Regions from separate parts of the Sus scrofa genome. Here region 2 is linked to region 1. Evidence: chromatin contacts called from public Hi-C data. All regions are on one chromosome and are shown on one strand. The core of a region is the stretch at or near the end of the contact, and the rest is flanking DNA. Distances in the headings are between cores, read along the strand shown.

What was found. Hi-C and Micro-C count contacts between places; a contact is called where the count stands out from the background.
Region 2: a contact with region 1 is called in a Hi-C map of liver, with 2.4 times the contacts expected there. The contact joins two enhancer-like sites. A contact is called at or near these places in 5 of 47 Hi-C or Micro-C datasets (fetal heart ventricle, fetal skeletal muscle, liver and 1 more) and 1 of 2 datasets of contacts at active chromatin or transcription factors (skeletal muscle).

Annotation. Positions count from the first base shown.
Region 1 is chr1:208,294,684-208,300,562 of Sscrofa11.1, reverse strand. The region is part of intron 2 of NFIB (nuclear factor 1 B-type); the gene reads right to left. Among named protein-coding and RNA genes, the nearest start is that of NFIB, 120 kb to the right of the region's middle. Within about 2 kb of position 3,577, at least 35 of the 83 cell types and tissues checked have an H3K27ac peak or open chromatin away from gene starts, as enhancers often do. A contact at or near this core is called in liver, where this site is marked.
Region 2 is chr1:208,201,505-208,207,383 of Sscrofa11.1, reverse strand. The region is part of intron 2 of NFIB (nuclear factor 1 B-type); the gene reads right to left. Among named protein-coding and RNA genes, the nearest start is that of NFIB, 22 kb to the right of the region's middle. Within about 2 kb of position 3,408, at least 2 of the 83 cell types and tissues checked have an H3K27ac peak or open chromatin away from gene starts, as enhancers often do. A contact at or near this core is called in liver, where this site is marked.

The sequences.
Region 1 (5,879 bases), core at 2,328-4,827:
AATGTGATCCATTGGAGGGGAACTCTAAAGCTCTATTTCTAGTCCTAACCTCTTTTTTTTTTTTTTTTTTTTTTTTTTGTCTTTTTATCTTTTTAGGGCCTTACCTGCGGCATATGGAGGTTTCCAGCCTAGGGATGGAATCAGGGCTGTAGCCGCCAGCCTATGCCACAGCCATGGCAATGTCAGATTCGAGCCGAGTCTGTGACTTACACCACAGCTCACGGCAATGCCATATCCTTAACCCACCAAGGGAGGCCAAGGATCAAACCCACATCCTCATGGTTACTAGTCAGGTTCGTTAGCCACTGAGCCACAATGGGAACTCCTAACCTCTCTTTTTAACTGCAAATTCCTACTGATATCACCAGTGCACAATTCTTGCACACTCTTAGCACCCTCATCCACACCTCAATTAATAGCACCCACATACACCATTTAGGGAGATGGAAACCCCATCTTCCTAAAACCTCACATTAAGTTGTTGGCCTAAATTCCATCTCTTAAGGCCACTCCCTCAGCTCCTTCCAAAATGCTACTAAAATACCTCCTTGAGCCTTCATGTCTCATCTGACAATAGTCTGAACCTCCTCAGGCAAAGAGAATTTCCTCTTCACAATAAAGTCAGACTCCATCCTCTGCACTGCCTGCAGGAAGCACACCATTTCAATCCTTAAAACACTTTGATAGCTCATGACTGCCCATAACAATCTATGACATCCTTAGCACAGCATTGAAAACTGTTCATCATCTGGTCCTAGCCCAGCCGCACTGCTCACTAGGCCATCAGACAACTTCACCTTGCACCTCTTCTTCTATCTAACTTCTCAATGCCTAAGCTCCAACATGCCGGGGAAACTCCTAGAACACGCTGTGCAAGTGCAAGGCTCTATGCCTTTGCCCGCACAGATTCTATCTCAGAAATATCCCTTTTTTCACAGCTAGATGAACTCCTAACTCACCTTCCGAAGGCCTTGAATTTTGTCTATCTTCCTTGAATCTCACTTTCCCCCACCTAAAGAGGCCAACCCCCAGGCCTGCAACACCTTGCTCATATCTCCAATAAAGGCCTTTTAACACTGCCTCCTGGTTGGCGGCTTAGATGCTGCTTCCCTGCACAAGACTGTGACCTCCTTCTATTGTACTCTGTCCTGTATAATTCAGGGAGTTCATTTCAGCTGCAGAAAGGATATTATCTTGGATACACCGTCCATGAAGAAATTGAGACAAAGAGCATTAATTTCCCAAAGAAAAATAAAACAATCCAAAGAAAAGTTTCATAATGACCTACCAATTTATACAGTTAATTAACAGTTAGTATTTAGGATTCCAACTTGTACTTACTAGATTTACCCATTGTTTATTTTAGGGGAAAAAAAAAACAACTTGGGATAGACCGTGATGGAAGATAATATAAGAAAAGGGATATATACATATATATATATATATATATATATATATATATATATATATGTGTGTGTGTGTGTATTCATATATGAATGACTGGGTCGCTCGCTTTCCTGTACAGCAGAAATTAGCACAACATTGTAAATCAACTCTACTTTAACAAAAAGTTTGTTTGTTTGTTTTGCTTTTTAGGGCTTCACCCGTGCCATATGTAAGTTCCCAGGCTAAGAGGTGAATCGGAGCCACAGTTACCAGCCTACGCCACAGTCATAGCAATGCCAAATTGGAGCCGCATCTGTGATCTACAACCACAGCTCCCAGCAACACCTGATCCTACCCACTGAGTGAGGCCAAGGATTGCACCTGCATCCTCGTGGATCCTAGTCGTGTTCATTAACTGCTGAGCCACAAAGGAGACTCCCAATAAAAAGAATTTTTTTAAAAAAACTACCACCAACACAAGATTGAGCACCAAAAGATTCCATGATGCATCATCCTTGGAGCTCAGTCTACAGCAGAGGACAAAACATTTTTTGTCCTTCTCTTCATGCAGCATACAATTTAATCTGTGTTGTGCTTTTATCACTTGCTAACAGGTAAAATAAGCTGCTTAAATTTTACAAATAAACAGTATCCTCAGGTATTATATTTTGAAAATAGAACTGACATGATACACACACACACACACACACACACACACACACACGGATTTAGCTGTGAGACAAACATTTTTTGTTTGATTTTTGTTTTTAAAGAGTAAAACATCTGAGAGAATAAAAGCCATTGCAAATGCCTTGTTTAGCTGTGATGAGCAGAATGCATAAAGGTAATATGATGGCAAAAGAGCTATTGGAGGATAAAAATAACAAGACTATAAAATAATAAGAGTACAACTTCAAAATTCTCTGACCACTATCATCTCTCAGGATGGCTGAAAGGGATCTGGTGATGAGCTTTGGGAGCTGAACAGAAGAATACAACTTCAAATTGAAAATTACTTTATGGTCACACCCCACAGATTGAATGGTGTTGGAGCCAGACTAAACGAGGCACTCAAATGGAGTCCTGAGGGGAAAATATAAGAATGGTTTGCTATTATGAAAATCCACCATTAAGTGGAGAAAAAAAAAAAAAAGATAATTTTTAAAAACCATAAAAACCAGAATCAAGGCAAAGTTTCTAAATGGTAAGACATGAAAATATGAGCTGAATGCCTTCTTTGTCTTTAAAAAATGAAATATCCATACGTTTGGCATGTATATGGTATTCTCTAATTTATCTGAGAAATGTGTAAACACATCTATGCAAAGAGCTATCATGAAATGTGATGTCATATTCCTTATGAAAAAAAAAATTCCCTTTCTCAATGTCAATTAAAACCAAATTTAGCTTTAAAACTCTATGACCTCTACCATTTTTTTTTCTAGGTTAGCTGAAAAGGATCTATTGACTAGCTTTGTGAGCTGAAGAGTTGAATGCTACTTTAGATAGAAAATTATTTCTTTCACTCTATAAGAATAATTATCACGGCGATTACACAATTATTATAATTATATCTGTAAGAACTGTTATTGGGAATTTATCTCTGAAACAGTCTCATGCATTGCAGGGGACATTTATCTTTTTTAATGATCACCAACACAAGTGTCTTTTTGTAGCTATATAAGTGATTCTACCTCTTTCTATTAATATCCTCTCGCAGGCTGAAGAAGCCAAAGGAGACAGCCCCCACAGTTTTCTCCCCTTAAAGCAACTGTTTCCGTCAAGCCGGGCCTGTAGCGGTTTCTGAGACAGAAAGCTTACACTTCCCCTTCATGGCAGCACAACCTTCACCATGTGCTTTCCTATATGCATGGAAACCCCCCAACAAAGCCCCTCCAATCTGTGTTTCATAAACTGTACTCTACGAGAAGTAGCAATAAAGTTTATTACAGACCTAAAGTATCTGCCTAAACCCGGTTAATTGAAAAGTGGGTGGAGAAGGCTGCCAAATTAAATGTTTACATTAGCACAGCTGTATTGTAAAAACATTCTGCCCCCTGTGCTTTGTAATTATAAGATATTTCTGGACTGTGTATCTCTACAAAGTTTATCTCCACTGCCAAGAGTGTCTTGGCACGGAGCGGCTGCAGTTTTTGGCAGCCAGGAGCTCGCAGCGCGGGCAGGATCTAAAATGGCTGCCAAGCGGCCTCGTGAAATGTCGCCGGGCCGGCCCGCCTCGCCTCGCCTCGCCTCGCGCGGAGGCCGGAGGGCGGCGGCCGCCGGGCCTCGGAGCAAGCGCGGAAGCACGTTTCCCACTGCAAGGGGCTCGGTACGACACCCTGCTTCACAAAGCGGCCTGAGACGCGAACGCCAGAGCACCCCGGGGACCCTCCCCGTCGCAAAGGGGCGCCCAGGGGTCTCCCCTGCATTTCACTGAGGCCTAGGCCCAGAGGGCCCTCTCCTCGTGAGAGAAACCCGATCAACTTTGTGGGAAGAAGTAAAATAAGAACGCCCCACTCCGGGGACATGTACTCCAGCAAAAGCATGAGCCAAGCCCACATTTTCCTATTTGCAAGGGCATGATTTTGACCCGGACTTAAAGTCTTTCGCAAAGCATGGGTGTATGCAAAATGAAAACCTCCCAAATAGTTCACGGGCTTCCTTTTCTTTCCTTAAGAGGCTGTGCTTCTCTTACATCATCAGAGTAACACATTTTAAGGAAGGAAAAAAAAAAAAAAAAAGATTTAGACCCTTCTATGGCAAACATCCAGAGCACAAAACCCACTTAATTGTAAAAATCGAGACCAAATCCATGGTGTATGCAAGTTCCAAGGATTGACCAAAAGGAGGGAGGGCAGGGGAGGGAGGGGCTGACTGGAACTCTTAACTGTCCAGGCTGCTCGGAGTAGGAAGGCAAAAAGCCCTTAAATTATAAACTAAAATGCTTCAGAAGGACACCTAGATCTCACAGGATGTGTACTGTCTCTGTCCTGTCTTTTCTCTATTAAAGTCCCAGCTAAAATGCTGTGTCCACAGCTGCCAAATACTACATAATGAGGTCACTGGATTTTTTCTTTTAGGGTGTTCCACAATTGTAAGCTTAGGTTGAGAGACACGGCAGGCCTGGTGTACTATACTTCAATCATTACTAAGCTTCATCTGAATCCAACATTGTCTCTGACCAGAGAAAATTCAGAAGTGAAAGATGAATTCCATAATGCTGACCTGGACCTGTGGCACTCATTACACTCATACTGCTTATTCACTAAATGCCCAGTCTTTCGAGCTTTAATTGTATGTCCACACACAGCACAGCCACACCAATGATTTCCACTTTATTTCTTAAAATCTTCAACATTATAGAATGTCTAATGTCTCTGTAATGGTATATTTTGAATACTGTCTATTCACTAGCACTCACTTGAAATACATACACACACATACCTCTTGGACCTTTGTAAGACAGAACATTTTTTAACCACTGTTAAAAAATTCTGAACAAAAGACATTTAGGGATTTTCAACCCTTGCTTAATTAGTTATCAGGAGGATCAAAGTCCCATAGTTGGAGAACAGCAGGCCACTCTTAACAGACTGGTGAAAAAAGTTGGTATGTTCAGAAAGTATCTCCAGTTTCCTGTAACATATATTTGCTTTTTTTAGGGCCATACCTACAGCATATGGAAGTTCCCAAGCTAAGGGTTGAGTGGAGCAGTAGTCACTGGCCTACGCCACAGCCACAGCCACAGCCACAGCAATGGAAGAATCAGAGGACCAGCACCCCACCCTCCCCATGCCCTCCCCTGTCTGTGACCTACACCACAACTCATAGCATCCCTGGATCCTTAACCCACTGAGTGAGACCAGGAATCGAACTCGTATCCTCATGGATACTAGTCAAGTTCATAACCACTGAGCCACCATGGGAACCCCCTTACTATTATTTTTAAAACTTGAGGTTTGGTTTTTTTGTTGTTTTTTTTTTAACTTTCCTGAGAGTCTATAGTTTGACACTGCCAACTTATTAACTTTCCCTCCTTGAGAGTTCCTAAGTCCTAGAATGACAAACTGTTCAACAAGCAGAGGAATTTAATAAATGTTGATTGATCACTACTCCATGCAGTGACTTTGCTATTATACATAGAAATATGGGATTAAGACAACATATTTGACACAAAAAAAAAGCTAAAAAAAGAGTTTCCAATTTCATTTGTTTCTTTGTTCTTATGTGGGTCATTTTGTGTATAGATTGCCAAGTGGGTATATTCTGTAACCCCAACTAAGATACAAGTTTCTGAAAATCATATACTCTAAGTCTTGCTGAGTATACACAACAGTAAAATACATATAAAATCAATCTCCACCCTGGAAAGGATCCTAGTGAGGACCGATGTAATTAGTTAAGGAAAGCACTAGTGCCTCTTACCTTTGTATGTGTTTAATATGTTCCTATATCTCCTCTTTCTTCAGCAAATATCTTGTGGATAAAGAGCA
Region 2 (5,879 bases), core at 2,159-4,658, 93 kb after region 1:
TACATGATATATGTGGAATCACATTTAATCACATACCAAACAAAAGAAATAATGTACCATATATATGTATACACACACACACTTTCTCTCTCTTTGGGAAAACGTAATAATGACTGATCAAATGAATAACAACAGCATAACGATTATTACCCAGTGACTATTGAGGAAAAGTTGCCAATATCAAAAATTTTAGGCACTTAAAGTATATTGTTAGTGAAATGATTTTTTTAAATAATGTAACATATTTTAATAAAACAAAACAGTCAGCAATTATTCTTCAGAAAATATCTTACACAAAGTACTAAGATATCTCTTCCAAACTTTGTGGGACTACAATTCAGTGCTATCAGAGACATAAAGGAGGAAAAATATATATTACCATTCAAGTCCATGCAAAGATTCAGGATTTTAAAGACCTGGTGTCCTGGAGTTCCCATTGTGGCACACTGGAAACGAATCTGACTAGGAACCATGAGGTTGCAGGTTCGATCCCTGGCCTCGCTCAGTGGGTTAAGGATCCGGTGTTGCCATGAGCTGTGGTGTAAGTTCCAAACGCAGCTCGGATCCTGCATTGCTGTGGCTGTGGTGTAGGCCAGCAGCTATAGCTCTGATTCAATCCCTAGCCTGGGAACCTCCATATGCCACAGGTACAGCCCCAAAAAGACAAAATAATAATAATAATAATAATAATAAAGTCTTGGTGTCCTGTATAAAGTACCACTGCTCAGATATTCCTGGCTGGGCAACATTTATAGATATGTTCTTTTATCACTCCAATTATGTTTATGTCTGAGATTTCCTTATAACGCAAATGAAAAGCTATATGAAAAATGGATAGTGTAAAGTACACTGGATTCTATGAAGAAATTTATACAAGAATCCAATATGTCTTTATGTTCCTAGGAAAGGTTATTTCCTTAAGTCACCTACATATACTCTGCTGTGGTTCTACATTCTTCATCGTTCATTTCATTCAGGGTCAATTTTGAGGCATTACATAGCAACTAAAATATTTTAATTTTTGCTACATTAATATTTTTCTTCCCACTTTTGTCATAGTATTGTTCCTAATTTAATGTTCTGCTCCACAAAAGGGAAATGAAGTGTTCCAGAATCCTTAGTATAGGTGGGAAGTATTCATTCACTGAACAAAAAAGTACACAAATGTACTATGGGCAGGCACCATACTGGCTGCTGATTAAAAACTATAGCAGTGATTGCAAACATCTTACTGAGTACCTACAACATGACAGGAACAGTGTCAAGCACCTCACAAGCATTTTTTCATTTCACCCTCACAAATAAAGTAGGTACCCACCATAGAGCTCAAAAAATTGAATCCTAGAAAATATAACTAATCTACCTAATCACAAAATGAATAATAGTAAAACAAACATTTAAAGCCACAGCTTGATTCTATAATATGCTCTATTGCTAATATAGATACTATATATTTCATGTGGTGGTTTTTTGCTTTTTGGTTTTTTTTTTTTTTTTACTAATTCTTGAAACTTAAAGTACATATAAGGTGGGGATGACACTTCCTATACTTCTACAGTGACCAGTCACCAGTGGAGATACAAAAGAAAACAAGTCTCAGTAAAAATTGGATTTTCCTAGGTTGAGGAACTTCCCTTGAATTATCATAATAACAGTCGTCAGATTTGTCCCCCATGTTCTACATTCAGTTTAAGTAATTTATATTCATTCATTCATCGACTACTTATTATATATTTTATAGTATGTCCCCATAATATTTCCTCTGGTTTTAGTGTCTTGCACTTAGATAATACCCAACTTTTATTTATCTATCTTTCCATCTCCAACTATGCTTTTAAAACATACTTTCATATTTAGAATGGATAAGCAAAGAGGTCCTACAATGTAAAACAGAGAACTATATCCAGTCTCTTGGGATAGACCATATTGGAAGATAATATGAGAAAAAAGAATATATATATATATATGTATGGCTGGGTCACTATGCTGTACAGCAGAAATCGACCTAACACTGTACATCGACTATCTCCTAATAAAAAAATAAATTAAAAAATACTTTCAAGCTTTCTTCATAAAATATCAAACTAGAAGTTAGCTAATAAAGGTAGCTGATATTAAACTTTTTCAAACTGCTCATATCTCAGCTTTAAAAATTACTAATCTCTGCTGTATTTAGGGTTACCAGGATACATATATAAGCATATCACAGGACAGTCCTATAACATAATTTACAGATAAATCTCATGTTATAAAGAATTCTTACCTTGGCAAAAGGATTCATTGTATGGTTCCTTTTAAAATTGAATTCCCCTTGTGAATTTAGTATGTTTTGTTTCTAAAATTAAACTAGGAAAAAATTCTTAGAAACATCTCTTAAACAAAAGAAGGCATATGGATATTTATTTTAAATTGAGGGGAAAGGGATTTCCCATTGTGTGGCAGCAGAAACAAAACCAACTAGTATCCATGAGGACGCAGGTTCAATCCCTGGCCTCGCTCAGTGGGTTAAGGGTCCGGCGTTGACATGAGCTGTGGTGTAGGTTGCAGATGCTGCTCAGATCCCACATTGCTGTGGCTGTGGCATAGGCTGGCAGCTGCAGCTCCAATTCGACCAAAGCCTGGGAACTTCCACATGCCTTGGTTGTGGCCTTAAAAAAGCAAAATAAATAAATAAATGAATGAACTGAGGGGGGAAAAAAACAGTTTTTAAAACTAAGATGAGAGAGATACACCACCCAAAGGAAAATGGAGATGAAGTAATTATCCAGCTAATCTGAAAACTGGAGACATCCAGGAAGCAGAACTTAAACCAACTCCTCTTAACCAGCTCCCATCTTTCCTTCCAACATCTGGCTTTCAAAAAAGGTTTTTCTTACAACCGGTCTCAAACATGACCTTTAATGTTAATGGAAATCTGGGAGTACATTTTTCATGGATCGTTTCTGTTTTCCAATCACTATCAAATCCATATTAGGTGATCATAATTTAAAAGAGTATTTTTTCCACCCACTGAAAAAGAGAGACAGTTATTCTCATGAAGACCATGGCTGTGGACTGACTTCATTAGAATATATCCTATGAAAAACTATTAAAAAAAAAAAAAAAGATGGGTCTCTTGAATCAATTAGTTGATTCCAATAAGTTACAAACGATAGTACATGTTCTTTTAATCATGATTTTTCTCTATGTACCTAAAAAAAATTGCCATGTTCAAAAATAGCACTTTTGTTATTTATGCTTATTTATGCCCATGTAACAGTAAATCTAACACAAATAACCAAAGTGGCTTTGGGCTGCTCTTAGACTCAGTACCCACAGCTGTAAAGTGAGAAGGTCTCCAGAGATCATTCCAGCTTTAAAATTCTAGGAGGTAAAGACCTCTTTCTTTAAAAAGCAAGCTTTTTATCTAGATTGAACCCAAATGATTCGACTACTGGACTTTGAATTGAGCAACACGAAAGTGTTACTCAAGAGTCAAGTTACACATTTTCTATTTCTCATTAATAAATAAAACATATTAAAATACAAAATTTAACAAGATCCGGCTAAACTTCATTAAATATTGCTTACGGGGAAGAAGATTTCCCACCCTCCCAACCAGGGAAAGCAGAAGCCAAATTCCTAAAATGCCAGAGCTAAGAGGGACAGCAGAGGTCTTCAGCTAACGCAGTCACTTGACAGATAAAGAAACTGAGTCACTGAGAGGCCCCCATGCTCGCAAAAGGGTGAGCTACCAATTTTCTTCTCTTCCACTTCTGTATGCTGCTTCAATCACTATGTGGCATAGAGCGAAATGCTACATCAGTAAACAAAGGAATAGAAGAAAGTAATTCCATTACCAGGTCACTAAATAATTTAGAGCCTAATTTTTTTTTTTTTAATGCAAAGACCTTATGTTCAGAAACTTACAGTTCAAAGTACATTAAGTAAAACCATGTCCATATGCAGATATGTCTTCTCCCATAGGCATCTTAAGAAATAGCAAAGAAAAAAATAATTTATCATCAGCTCCTAGAAAACAAAAACTGAAATTAAAAGAAAGAATGGAGTAAATCTAAATTGTATATTTTCATTCCTTCTAAAAGGATTAAATAACAGAATTCTAAATGGTTTGTTTGTACTTTCCATGCAATATGTAGATTAACCATGAAATTCTGTTTGGGACACTTTGACATCTGTTTTCAGTGCATTACAATGAAATCTGGGGACTTGATACATACATTTGCTGTAATAAAACTGTCACTAATCAGTGTTTTCCAAAATATTGCCCATAACTATTACTATTCAGTAGTCTCATTTGCATGATCTAATATTGTTGCTACATCATGTTTTTTCCTGACAATGTGTTAGCTGGTCCCAGGCACATGGTCTAAAATGGCTGCAAACCACTCAGTAAGCCCAGCACTTCCATGGTACTCTGTACATACACATGCAATCTGCCTCAGAATTGAACTAGTACTTCATCCTACACCACATCTTTTCCCTGTAACTGGAATACACAAGGTTGAATTCACATCCCTGGGTGGGAAAAACTCAACAACAATAAAAAAGCCCACATCAAGGAGGAAATTATGCCTCAAGGAGCTCCCACCACAGAAGATGTAAACACAATCCTAATTCAGAAGTCCCTTAAACAAATCTGTAAAAATATTGTTTGAATAGTGAATGCAGAGTCTATCCTTAACTTAAATAACTGCTATGAAATATAGAAAAAGACTGGATGAGACTTTAAAATTGAGTCTACTTCCTTTTTTTCTAGGATTAATAAATAGCTGTATCAGTACAGGTACCAAGCAAGAAACACCAGCTCACAAGGTGTCAACATACCTTCTGGATATTAGATTGCACAAATGTTTCCATTTCATACTGCAAATATCTGCTATGTCACGTACAAAACTTAGATCTCAGGAGAAAGTAATTCTGAGAGCTCAAACTTTACCAAAAAACATAAACTTATGAAAAACAATTTGTCTACCTAGGCCGATTCAAAATGAATTCCATGTTTTATCAGTACTTGGAATCATATTCATATTGCCTTAACAGTCCAATATAATTTCATTTTGTCCTCCTATGAACTCATCTTAAACCTGAAATATGTTTCTCCATACACATGTTTTATATTATACAAATGCTGGATACAAAAAGCAGATTAATTGTAGGCTGTGTTTGTTAGTACTAAGAAGTCATTTCAAATGTTCCAAAAGGGATTAATGTAGTATAACAAGTCTGTTTAATTATTCTAAGACCAGTGATCCTCATATTACTGTAAGCAGCTTTTCCCTTATTTAGAGACTGTAAATAGAACAGATATTGTTACATGATAACTATAAGTCATAACCAAAAAAATTAATGCTTTACCATCAGGAAATTTAAAGAAATATGTTAGCATCTCCAAGAGACTATGAAAGGAAACCAGTATTTAATAACCTTGCATGCATCCCCATTTCAGGTCAATATCAAGTTTAAATCAAAAATGCAAACAAAGCTTTTCAAGTGTATTAGCAAGACAAAATAGCAAATCCTTCTACCATCAAGAGCAATCCAGTTTACATATGTTTAAAATGTTGGATGCACATTTTAATGTATTAAATAAAATACATGCTTCTTGTTTTTTGTGTATCTCATGAACAGAATGGCAATTAAAAACCAAGTAGGTTCTCAAAAAGAAAAGGCATGACGTAGATTATTAAAAATTATGTGCCAGAATCTAAGCAAGCTAATCAATGTTCCAATTCTACTTTCAGCACACCCTAGTTACCCTTTAACAGATGAACAAACAGTGAGATAACTTTTCCTATTAACTCCTGGCTAAAACCTCTAAGTATTATTATAAAATGCTTCGTAGAGAAATATGATTTTTTTTTTCTTTGCACTGCATC